Regions from separate parts of the Pan troglodytes genome. Here region 2 is linked to region 1. The links are chromatin contacts, called in public Hi-C maps. All regions are on one chromosome and are shown on one strand. The core of a region is the stretch at or near the end of the contact, and the rest is flanking DNA. Distances in the headings are between cores, read along the strand shown. Region 1 overlaps FGD6 (FYVE, RhoGEF and PH domain containing 6). Region 2 has its middle 29 kb from the start of MIR331.

The links. Hi-C and Micro-C count contacts between places; a contact is called where the count stands out from the background.
Region 2: a contact with region 1 is called in a Hi-C map of induced pluripotent stem cells, with 3 times the contacts expected there. The contact joins two enhancer-like sites. A contact is called at or near these places in 5 of 7 Hi-C or Micro-C datasets (blood, induced pluripotent stem cells, a lymphoblastoid cell line and 1 more) and 1 of 1 other capture datasets (stem cell-derived neural stem cells).

What each region holds. Positions count from the first base shown.
Region 1 is chr10:101,956,929-101,963,160 of NHGRI_mPanTro3-v2.0_pri, reverse strand. It overlaps FGD6 (FYVE, RhoGEF and PH domain containing 6), which reads left to right. Exons shown (of 19, transcript XM_054663413.2): 7 at 5,974-6,024. Among named protein-coding and RNA genes, the nearest start is that of NR2C1, 45 kb to the right of the region's middle. Within about 2 kb of position 2,715, at least 3 of the 24 cell types and tissues checked have an H3K27ac peak or open chromatin away from gene starts, as enhancers often do. A contact at or near this core is called in induced pluripotent stem cells and stem cell-derived neural progenitor cells, where this site is marked.
Region 2 is chr10:102,174,968-102,181,199 of NHGRI_mPanTro3-v2.0_pri, reverse strand. No RefSeq gene overlaps it. Among named protein-coding and RNA genes, the nearest start is that of MIR331, 29 kb to the right of the region's middle. Within about 2 kb of position 3,994, at least 9 of the 24 cell types and tissues checked have an H3K27ac peak or open chromatin away from gene starts, as enhancers often do. A contact at or near this core is called in induced pluripotent stem cells and stem cell-derived neural progenitor cells, where this site is marked.

The DNA of each region.
Region 1 (6,232 bases), core at 1,466-3,965:
ACTTCGGCCTCCCAAAGTTCTGAGATTACAGGTGTAAGCCACCACACCAGTCGACAGTGCTAATCAGTGTTACTTATAAATCCAAACCCATTAACTTACAAAAGTAAAAGAGGACAGTATTTATAATTATGCCTGGACAGCAGGTATAAGGCAGGACTATATGGGGAGATAAGGTTGTATTGCCATCCTACTTACGTAAATAGCCAAAACAAATTAAATGCACTAAAGAGCTAATAGAACACCTAAGTACTGTATGATATACCCCTAGGATGGTTTTTAAGTCAAATCAAGCATTTATAAAAACAAGGAAATAGTTTAGTAATTGTTTTTCTCAGAGATGTTCATAGTTTAAGTTTTCCTCATTATTTAATTTTTCAAATTTTTCATTTTTTATTTTATTCAACAAAATATGTTTCATGATATTTTGGAATGAGAATCGTTACAGTTTTCATTCTGGTTCAGCCTAGTTATTTTATGCATGAGGATATTAACACACAAAAATGCTATGGGGCATGGCCAAAGTCCCATGCCTCAACTAGATGTGGCTGGACCAGGCAGAGTAAGCATTTCTATCTTTATTATTATTATCATCATCATCATCATCTAAAGACTTAGAGATGGGTCTCACTATGTGCCCAGGCTGTATCCTCCCACCTCGGCCTCCCATAGTGCTGGGATTACAGGCATGAGCCATTGCACCTGGCCCAAGAATTTCTGTCTTCTAATTCCAGAGCAAGGGCTCTTGACCACTTCACCAAGCTGCCTTGAAGTGTCAGTATGTTTTGTAACTTGACACTTGATGCTTGTTTTTGGTATTTAAAATGATCAGTACTTTGTTTCACAAGTCAGGCTAATTTTAGGTTGTTTCTTGCAAAATCTGAAACTTCATAAAACTTTACAAAGTCATATTGACTAGACTTACTTTTCTCTGGATCCCATAATTCTGTATGTGTTGCTGATCCCACTACATATTTATGGAGGAAAGAAGAAATCTGAAAAATACAAAGCAAGACATGTCCTCAAATTCAAAACACTTGACTTTGGAATGTTATCCCTCCTATACACTCATTTCCTCTGTGCTTTGCTGCCAAACATTTCTCAGTGCACGGTCCAGGAATCTGACTGGGTGTTGAATGCAAAAAGTCCCAGATTCCCACAGATGACTAATTTTTATTAATAGTTAACAGGACTTCCGACTAGTTTCTGCTCTAAGTTGGTTATGTATTGATTAGGTAATCAATGAGTGGTGTTAAGGCTCCCTGGGAACCCTTATACAGAAAACTTAGATTTCCAACAAGATATAGTATATATTGGGTCCTCATCCTTTCTCTCTCTCTCTTTTTTTTTTTTTTGAGACAGAGTCTCGCTCTGTCATCCAGACTAGAGTGTAGAGGTACAATCTCGGTTCACTGCAAACTCCACCTCCTGAGTTAGCAAATCTCCTGCCTCAGTCTCCTGAGTAGCTGGGATTGCAGGTGCCCACTACCATGCCTGGCAAATTTTTATATTTTTAGTAGAGATGGGGTTTCACTATATTGGCCAGGCTAGTCTCAAACTCCTGACCTCAAGTGATCTGCACACCTCAGCCTCCCAAAGTACTGGGATTACAGGCATGAGCCATTATGCCTGGCCTTGGGAATTTGTTGTTGTTGTTGTTGTTTTTGAGACAGAGTCTTGCTCTGTCACCCAGGCTGTAGTGCAGTGGCATGATCCCAGCTCACTGCAACCTCTGCCTCCCAGGTTCAAGCGAGTCTCCTGCCTCAGCCTCCTGAGTAGCTGGGATTACAGGCATGCGCCCCCATGCCCGGCTAGTTTTTGTATTCTTAGTAGAGACGGGGTTTCACCATGTTGGCCAGGCTGGTCTCGAACTCTTGACCTCATGATCCGCCCACCTCGGCCTCCCAAAGTGCTGGAATTACAGGCATGAGCCACTGCGCCCGGTGGCCTTGGGCATTTTATATGAGAACAAAATTAACTTGTACTGGCACCGTGGCTCACACCTATAATCCCAGCACTTTGGGAGGCCAGGGTGAGAGAATCACTTGAGTTCAGGAGTTCAAGACCAGCCTGGGCAACATAGTGAGACATCATCTCTACAAAAAATAAAAAACTTAGCCCAACGTGGTAGTACAGGTCTGTTGTCCTAGCTACTTGGGAGGCTGAGGTGTGGGACAGCCACTTGAGCCTGGGAGATTGAAGCTACAATGAGCATTGATCACACCGCTGCACACTCCAGCCTAGGCAACAGAGCGAGACCCTCCAAAAAAAGAAAGAAAAAAAAAGGCAGCTTGCATATCCCTAGAAGTTGCACATAGTATGTTGTGTTCCAGTTAATTTTTTGCTACTCATGTTGGGTGATGGTGATGGAGTTAATAAACTTTTATTAATCAGTGATGCCACCTGGTGGCCAGAGAGTACATTTTGTAGTGTACCTACATGCTGAACCAACATCTGCTTTTTTTTCCTTTGATAAAAATAACCTCAGTGGCATTTGAGGCAGTTTTATTAGTGAAGTTTTGAATAATGCTCAATTTGTTTTGGCAGGAACAGAGAGGTCATAGAATACTACCAGTCTAACATGGCAAACTGAAATGACTGCTCTCCTCGTTGTTATTAGGAAAGCTTCTGCCGAATACCAGGTCCTAAGTGATAGGTGGTTCCCTATGACCAATATAGGCGTGTCTGTCTGGTCTCCTTTCCTGGGTTTCACCTGGGTTATAACAGTTACTGGGGCAGCTACTGGTTTCCTGTTCCTCCCATCTGACTCAGGGTGATCAGTCACATTCTTATGCTGCAGTTAAGGCCCCAGGTGATTCTTAACTGTTTAAGGAGATCCAGGCCCTGCTCTCTTTGCCAAGGTAAAAGTTCTCAAAAAGATATACTGCAAGAAGATGCCCTAAAAACATGAATGGATGGATGGATGGATTGATGGATGGGTGGATGGATGGATAAGTTGGAGAGTTGGATTTTGGAGACCATAAAGATATTTTTAAAAATTGGCAAGGAGGGTAAACCTAACTCCGTTACTTCCTTGATTAATAGCATGATGTTGCAACGTGTTAATGGTGGGTTTTCTGCTCAGTGTATTTCAACTGTGTTCATAAAAGTTCATGTTTGAGTACAAGCAAAGAAAATGCAACTTAGAAGTTTATGAGGCTCAGCACAGTGATTCTGAGGTCAGGATTTCCTAATATGGACATCTTCTGGGGAGCCCTTTTGGTTTAGAGAAATGTCTCTGTTTTCATGGATATACTTCTGTATTAAAAAACAGAAATTTAAGACAAACTAGGAAGTCGCCATGAGTCTGATATTTAGGTAAATCTGCATTCCTTTCCACAACAAGATATAGTAACTAACAGCTTAAGGAAAATCACTTGATTAATGAGGTAGCTTAGGGTTTGAGAACATCTAATAGGGAGGGTAAGTTTGTCTCCCCAACCCTGTCAACTGTCAGCCATAGAAATGTTAAATGTTTGCACTCACCAGACATGGATTATGTAATATATTGAATGCATTCTGAGTGGGGTCAGAGTGAGAATATTTATTTTCATCTCCAGATGGGGCTAAGTATAACATATAACTTATGTATTTTGTTAATTTGGGAATTTTTTATTTTTTGTGTGTGCCCACTTCATTTTTCCTTTATATTTTGGGGGGGATGCTCTCTTCGTTCAGATTAAGATCTAAATTGCTAGCGATGGTCTCTGGCAAGATAGAACCTATGCCATGGCGCAGGGAAGCTTAATATGTTTATACATAACATCTCACCATGGCTTATTGCCAGTGCTGGATATTTATAATGTGCACGTCTAGACTCACACAGGCTCTTAGATCACTGTCTCAAAGACTTACGAAGTTTCAGCACGGGGCACGTGTTTGTGTCATCTGTTATGTTTGAAGATCTGGCACCAATACCCCTGTTTTCCTTTGTTCCTCTGAGCATGATGTCATAAATCCATGAGATGAAGTTGTATCTATTCCATAATAGTACTAACTAGCAGTTGGGTCTGATAAAGATATATTCAGTCACTGAACACACCTTTCCTCCTTTCATTTCCTCGGTTCCCACTGGCATTAGAATCGGTTTCAGCATTTATTGCCTTTTACCTCAACTAAAATACAATCCTATCTAAAAAATAATATATTTTTGGCCAGGTGCAGTGGCTCACTGCCTGTAATTCCAGCACTTTGGTAGGCTAAGGCAGGAGGATTGCTTGAGGCCAGGAGTTAAAGACCAGCCTGGGCAATAAAGCGAGACCCTGCCTCTGCAAAAAAACAAAAAAGCAGACATGGAGGCACACACCAGTAGTCATAGCTATTTGGGAGGCAGAGGCAGGACGATTGGTTGAGTCCAGGAATTTGAGGCTGTAGTGAGCAATGATTGCAGCACTGTGCTCCAGCCTGGACGACAGGGTGAGACTCTGTCTTGAATGAGTAAGTGAACTGTTTTTATTCAGTAAGCATTTATTGTCCCCTTTGTGCAAAGCCCCTGACTAAGTGCTGTGTGAGAGAAAGATGTGTCAGATGACTTGCTCACAAGGAGCTTTGAGTCTAATGAAAAAGAAAATGATAGAAGCATAAAGTGAGACTGCTGTGTCATGTGTTATTCAAAGGCAGAAAACGTTTCTTTCAAATGGAAATTTTGTAAGAGAAGGGGGATTTAAGAAGAGCCTTGAAGAGTGTGAGTAGAATTTGTATAAGCGAGACAGAGGAAGGGATCGAGAAAAAGGGACTATTAGAGACAAAAAGTGTGAAGCCAGGGGGACACATGGGGAGTGTTTAAGGGGTTGCACAGATCAAATTTAGTCAGAACAAAGGGCCCATTTTAGGCAGTAGCAAGAGAGAGAGAAAAATCGATAGGGACCATGTAGCAGGGGGCTTTAAATTCCAGAAAGGAATTTGTATTAATTTAACAGGTAATGGGAGGCCATCCAGCATTTCTCAACAGAGAAGGAAGTATTGCCTTGAAATTCCATGACTTTCCTTGGTGTTAAAGATTTATTAAATATAGGTTCTTCTATTACCTCTTTCCTGTATTATAAGTACTACTATATACCATATTGCTTATTTACAGACTATCTTCATCCAAAGCAAGGTTTCTCAACTTCAGACCTATTGATATTTGGGGTCAGATAATTTTTTTGTTGTTGCAGGGCTGCATTATAAGATATTTAGCAGCATGTCTGACGTGTGTGTGTGTGTGTGTGTGTGTGTGTGTGTGTGTGTGTGTGTAGTAGAGATGGGGTTTCCCCATGTTGGCCATGCTGGTCTTGAACTCCTGACTTCAAGTGATCCACCCCCTTTGGCCTCCCAAAGTGCAGGATTACAGGCATCAGCCACCGAGTCCAGTCTGCATCTCTGACTTCTAACCACTAGCCACCAGTAGCCCCCGCTTTTCCCCTGTTATGACAACCATAACTGTCTTCAGACATTGCCAGATGTACCCTAGGGGGCAAATTTGTCCCCATTTGAAAACCACCTGTTTAAATACATATATTGAGTTCCCTTGGTGTCCTGAGCATTGTTAGACTCTCAGATTAACAAATCCAGGAGACTTTTAGGGATTGGATTAATGCCTTAGAATTTTATACTAGACGTATGTCTGATCTCAAGATTAAAGTACTTCCTATGTGTTGGGATAAAAGCTGAATTGGGCATTAGGAGACCTGAATTCTTATGCTGGCTCTGCCACCAAGAGGTTGTGTGAGTTGGGTGAGATCCTTTGCTCAGTAATCTGATTCCTCATCTCTAAAATAACCAATGTTTCCTCCAAGGCTTTTTCTAGCTCTGACTCTATGTCTTGATTTCAAATTGATCTCAGGGCTTTATTTTTTCACATTTTTAGAAAGTTAGCACAAGTTGGACTAGCATGTATATTAACCAGCAAGACTAATGAAGTATTGAAAAAGAAAGATATGTGTTTGGGGCTCACTGGTTTATTGTACTTAAATACTTTTTTTTCTTCTTTTCTAGATTATTTGAAGAATCTCATAGAAGATGCTGGAGATTACAGAGACACTCAAGGTAAATAATTTCTGTGGTTGCAGAAGTTTTTATATTATGTTTATTTAGGTAGGGCTAGAAAGTAAAAATATATTGATAACAAAATCCATTACAAACTCTCTTCATACGACTTGAAGGGCAGGTGCGGTGGCTCACACCTGTAATCCCAGCAGTTTGGGAGGCCGAGGCGGGTAGATCACCTGAGGTCAAAAGTTTGAGACCAGCCTGG
Region 2 (6,232 bases), core at 2,745-5,244, 220 kb before region 1:
TTTGGGAGGCGAAGGCAGGTGGATCACTTGAGCCCAGGAGTTCCAGACCAGCCTAGGCAACATGGCGAAATCCCGTCTCTACAAAAAATACAAAATTTAGCCATGTGTGGTGATGTGTGCCTATGGCACTAGCTACTAGGGAGGCTGAGATGGGAGAATCACCCGAGCCCCAGTAGGTCAAGGCTACAGTGAGCCGTCATTGCACCACTGCACTCCAGCCTGGGCGACAGAGCGAGACTCTATCTAAATAAATAAATAGGTCAAGTAATATTAGAAACATGAAAATGTCCACTGGTCTTGGCAATACAGAGGTCTTTGGTGAGCTTATGAAGGCATTTCTAATGGAGGAATGAGGATAGAGTTTAAAATTTTTTGTTCAAGGATGCAAATATTGCTGAATGAAGCAAAAGATTTGTTGCCTGGAATTTAATATCTTTACAACTCTTTGTTCTTTTAGAGTCATTCGGATTCCTTTCGGTTGCTCAAATATAACATTGTATCTGCTTCTAAATTCATGGGCAGCAATTGTCCTCTTCTGGTTCAAAGGCACAATATAATCCCAGGAATTTTTTTGGTATGTGCTTTGAGATATAATGACTCTTTTGACTGGGCTGTTGTGTATGATGTTTGCATGACTTGGGGATTATTCATAGGGTCAACAGAAGGCTACCAAAATAGCTCAGCTTAAATCACAACCTTGGGATAACCCTTGACTTCAGGTCTTCTTATAACTGCAGATTTAAAACTGTTGCATTATCTTTACTGTTACTCTAATGAATTTAAAAATTGAATACTCTGTTAAAACTGAGGTGGCCAAATCATTCACCTCATGAGTTCATATGAAAATTAAGTGCTAAAATTTAATTCCCACCTTTATGAAGCTTATAACCTAGTTGAGGAGATATGGCTACATAAAAATCCATAGTGTAAGACCTAGTAGAATAACTACCATAAGCAAGACAGCCTAGTGTGGTAGAGAAAAAGCATGAACTTTGAAAACAAACACACTTGAGTTCAAACCTTGGTTCTACTATTTGCTTGCTGTGTGACCTTTGGTAAATTACTAAGCTTCTCTGAGCTTGTATCCTCCCTTTCAAAAGGGAGAAATAATAACCAACTCATAAAATTATTGTAAAAATTCAGTGAGATAATGTGCACAAAGTGCTTGTTTCAATTCCTGGCACATCATAGGCAATAAATGCTAATTCCCTTCCACTGGTTTTTCAGTTCAACGAATGTTTATTGAATGTCTGCTCTGTGCCAAACACAAGTACTGAATACTGAAGATACACTCACTCACTCACTCAGTCAATAAAATGAGCCACAGTTCCTTCTGCCAAGGAGCTCCTAGTCCAGTGGGGTGAGCCACAGCCTGAGGCTTCCTGAGAAGTGTCATATGTGCATAGCCACTTGGGTTTCCTCATAGCCACTTGGGTTTCCTCACAACATGGTGCTGGTTTGAAGAAGGAATGTTCCTGGCCGAGCACAGTGGCTCATGCCAGTAATCCCAGCACTTTGGGAGGCCGAGGTGGGAGGATTGTTTGAGCCCAGGAGTTCAAAACCAGCCTGGGCAACATAGTGAGACCCTGTCTCTACAAAATTAAAAAAATTAGCTGGGCTTGGTAGTGTATGCCTGTAGCCCTAGCTACTCAGGAGGCTGAGGCAAGAGGATCACTTGAGCCTGGAGGTCAAGGCTGCAAGGAGCTGTGATTACACCACTGCACTCCAGCCTCGAAAGTTATGTGGTATGCTATTGCTCATACTATTGGTTAAAGCCAACTGTATACTAGCCCCTAAGGGTAGGTAGGATTTTGTCAGAGAGATGAGCAGAAGGAAGAGAAAGAGGTTCCAGGCAGAGGACATGTTGTAAGTAAAGATAAGGTTTGGCGCACAAGAAACCAGGTGACCTGAATTTTAGTCTAAGACCTTCCCCTTTAACCAGCTGTATTTGTTTGGGTTCATGTCATCTGGAAAAAAAGAAGACTGAGTTAGATCAGTGGCTCTCAATCACAGCTGATGCTTTGGATACATAAAAAAAAAAGACTTCTGGGCTTCACCCTCGAACAATTAAATCAGAATGTCTGTGGATGAGACCCAGCATCAGTATTCTCTTTATTACAATATAGTTTACATACAACGTAATGCGTTCAAGTGAATATTTTAAGCGCCAATGAGTTTGACAAACGTATGTACCCATGTAATCACTTCCACAGTCAAGATAGAAAACACTGCCATCACCCCAAAAGTTTCCTTTGGCCCATTAGCTGCCAGTCCTTCCAATGTCATCCCCAGATCACCACTGATCAGCGTTCTGTCACTATAGATTAGGTTTGTCCCTTCTAGAATTTCATCTAAAAGGATTCATATGCCTGTAATCCCAGCACTTTCAGAGGCTGAGGCAGGTGGATCACGAGGTAGGGAGTTCAAGACCAGCCTGGCCAACATAGTGAAACCCCATCTCTACTAAAAATACAGAAAATTAGCCAGGCGTGGTAGCAGGTGCCTGTAATCCCAGCTACTTGGGAGGCTGAGGCAGGAGAATCACTTGAACCCAGGAGGCAGAGGTTGCGGTGAGCGGAGATCATGGCACTGCACTCCAGCCTGGGTGACCGTCCAAGACTCCATCTCAAAAAAAAAAAAAAAAAGGATTCATACAGTAAGTATTATTTTGTCTGGCTACAATGAGGTATTAGCGTTTGTTTTAAAAGTTTCTCTGGGTGATTTTAATGAGAAGCAATGACTGGATGATCTTTCAGGACCCTTCCAGCTAAAAAGATGCCATGATTTCATCTGCTAGCCTAGAGGCACTTTATGAAAGTTGCATTTTGGGAATAATATATATGATAGATATCATTGTAATAATTATGACAATGGTAATACTAATGTTTATTGATCTTTAACTATGTGCCCAGGCACTGTGCTAAGTTATTCATGTGTATTTTCTTATCTAAATCCTCACAGCAATCCAGGGGGTAGGTACTAATTTTATCCCTGATAACAGAGGTGGAAACTGAGACACAGGTTAACTTATCTAAGGTCAAGGAGCTCGCATGTGGTGGGATCAGAATTCAAATCCAGATTTTCTCACTATGAACAGAGACTGCTTTTAATCAAAATTCTGCAAGAGTTTCTACAAGGTGAAGTCTCAGCCCCCACTTCCTCGGACATGCTCATAAGAAGTGTAAAGTGTTCCCAGATGAATGCTTTCAGCTTGTTGATGAGCTCCAGCTGGGGAGAAGAACTAATTCAAACGTACATTTAGCAAGAAGGCACAGAGCCTACCTCAATATGCAAAGGAATCCAGCTTGTTTCAAGTGTCAAGTGACAGTTTAGACAAGAGAAAAGGACTCAGTACAAATGAGATGGGACAGAGGTTGCATCCCGTGCTTGTCTTCTGAGATATATACAAAATAGAGAAACAAAGACTAACTCATCCACTGATTTCACCGTAGTAATGCAGATTATTTCCTGACATTTCAATACACAGATACACACAGATACACACACACACACACACACACATCTATTTTCAGTTTTCAAAATATTCATCACTGTCACTACGAACAATGAACAACTAGTCTTATTTTGTGGTAGAGGGGTCTTCCCAGAGTACCTGACAGGTGACCAAATATCACCCTGCTCCTGCAAACCTATTTGATTCTGGGAGTCTTGGTAGACGTGCTTGGTTGGTTTACAGCCTGTGCTTCTTATAAATTCACTGGTGGCTTAAAAAAAAAAAAAAGCATCAGCACGATGAAAATATATGTCTTTCTTAAGTTGCACTCACCCATGACATCCAAATCAAAGCCTTGTCAGCTGAGGTTGTCCCAGTTCCCTCCAAGAGAATATTAACAATTAATCCTGATCACCCGAAACAAACAGGTTCCTATTCAAATACGGGCTGTCAGTATCTGGCTGTCAAGCCAAGAGCAAGGCTAAGGACTCAGCCTGCCTAGCTGTCTGCCCGCTGGGTGACAGTGTTGATCCATCTGAAATAAATGCGCTTTGTCCCTGGGCCAGAAAACACCAGGTCCCTAAAAGGAAAGACTGCAGCCAGATGGTGTTCTGAGGGCCTGGGGAAACGCTTTGCCTTCCTTCCCCGGAGAGAAGCAGAATGATTCTGTGTTTTCTTTATCTTTCAAAGGAAGATGTGAGGTGAAGCATTGTTCTGATGTTACCATATTGGGCTAGGTTTCTCTGGGCGAAGTGCTACGGAGAATGATGTGATTACGCATAATAAATTAACTTGCATTTTCCTGATAATTTAATGAGGGCAAAGAGCTTGCAACGAGCGTTGTGAAAACTCAGCTGAAAATTCATTTCAGCTGTTTGTTCGGATGCATGGGGCTGGAAGGATTCTTTAACTGAAGTGTTCTTTTTTATACACATGTGCATCCAGGGCTCTGGGGTGGGACAAGATTGTCTCTGTGGAATATTATTTCCAAATTGCCAGCTCACATATTTACATTACTCTATCTGTTCTGACGTGATCCTTGACTTCAAGAGGAAAGAGAGTTCCTGTCCAGATACAAATACTGTTCAGATGCAAATACAGGAACAGGCCAGCTGCAGTGGCTCATGCCTATAATCCTAGCACTTCCCTGGGAGGCCGAGGTGGGAGGATCACTTGAGGCCAGGAGTTCAGGACCAGCCTGGTCAACGTGGTGAAACCCCGTCTCTAATAAAAATACAAAAATTAGCCAGGCATGGTGGCGTGTGCCTATAATTCCAGCTACTTGGGAGGCTGAGGCGAGAATCACTCCAGCCTGGGTGACAGAGTGAGACTCCATTTCGAAAAACAACAAAAACAGGAACAAATACTGTAGTCTGTAGTTACAATTCCAGGTGACCAGTGGAAATGGTTGAAGTGTGTAGTGACACCGCAGTAGAGGAGAGAGAATGATGGAACCAGCCATGTCTCTCCTTTAAAGGGACAAGACAGAAGATGAGTTGAGTGCTTCAGGAGGCTTTAAAAGGCTTGGTTTGGGCCATTTTTTGTTCTCCTCCACTGTACCTCTCCAAAGATGGAGTAAAGAGAATAGTGACTCAAAACATTGTGACTCTTCATCACAATGTTTTATGAGGAATGAAGCCATGTTAATTTTTTTTTTAAGCGAGACAGAGTCTGTCACCTAGACCGGAGTGCAGTGACACAATTATAGCTCACTGCAGCCTTGACTCCTGGGCTCAAGGGATCCTCCTGCCTCAGCTTCCTAAGTAGCTAGGACTGCAGGCACACACCATCACACGTGACTAATTTTATTTTTTGTAGATTTGAGGCCTCACTATGTTGCCCAGACTGGCATCAAACTCCTGGCCTTAAGTGATAGATCCTCCTGCCTCATCTTCCCAAAATGGGGGGATTACAGGCATGAGCCACTGCACCGAGCCAAAGTCATGTTTACGTGAGCCTTTGTCCCAAATTCTTATAATCAGGTTGAAAGACTAAAATAGAATTATCAACTTAAGAAATTATATCACAGAACTTTTAGTACTTAGTATATGTGCTGCCGAAGCGAGCACAACAAAACTTATAGTACTTAAATAGTTTCTTGGCTGGGCATAGTAGCTCAGGCCTGTAATCTCAGCACTTTTGGAAGCTAGACAGGAGGATTGCTTGAGACCAGGCGTTCAAGACCAGCAACATAGTGAGATCCCATCAAAAAAAATTATTTTTAAGTTTCTTTTTTCTCCTTTGTTTTATTTAATATTATTTGATCCAACCTATTTGAGCCAGGTTAGCACATTTATATTTTATTACATGTGACATAATAAAGGTTTGGGTTTTTTAATAACAAAGGTTTTTGATATTTCAATTACACTACAACTGCAGTCGTATTTTCTAAAGGAGCTCTCCTTGAGTTCTGAGAATCTCAAATGAGGGTGAGGAATACAAACAGGTGGGCTGTGGATTGGGCTTTCACTCCCTGAGACTCACACAGACACTGAGCACCACGGAGCCAAGGACCATCAAAGCCAGAGGGTGAAGCTGTTGAGCTGTGAGTCACTTCCCTGTCTCTCCTCTTCAGACACTTCAAAGCCTTTTCTAACTTTAGCTACCGAACACCCAGACAGCATGGGCCCTCTTAGGGCAAACTGCAACCACACGCATTTTTTTTTTTTTTGAAAGGGAGTCTCGCTCTTGTTGCCCAGGCTGGAGTGCAGTGGCATGATCTTGGCTCACTGCAACCTCCGCCTCCTGGGTTCAAGCAATTCTCCTGCCTCAGCCTCC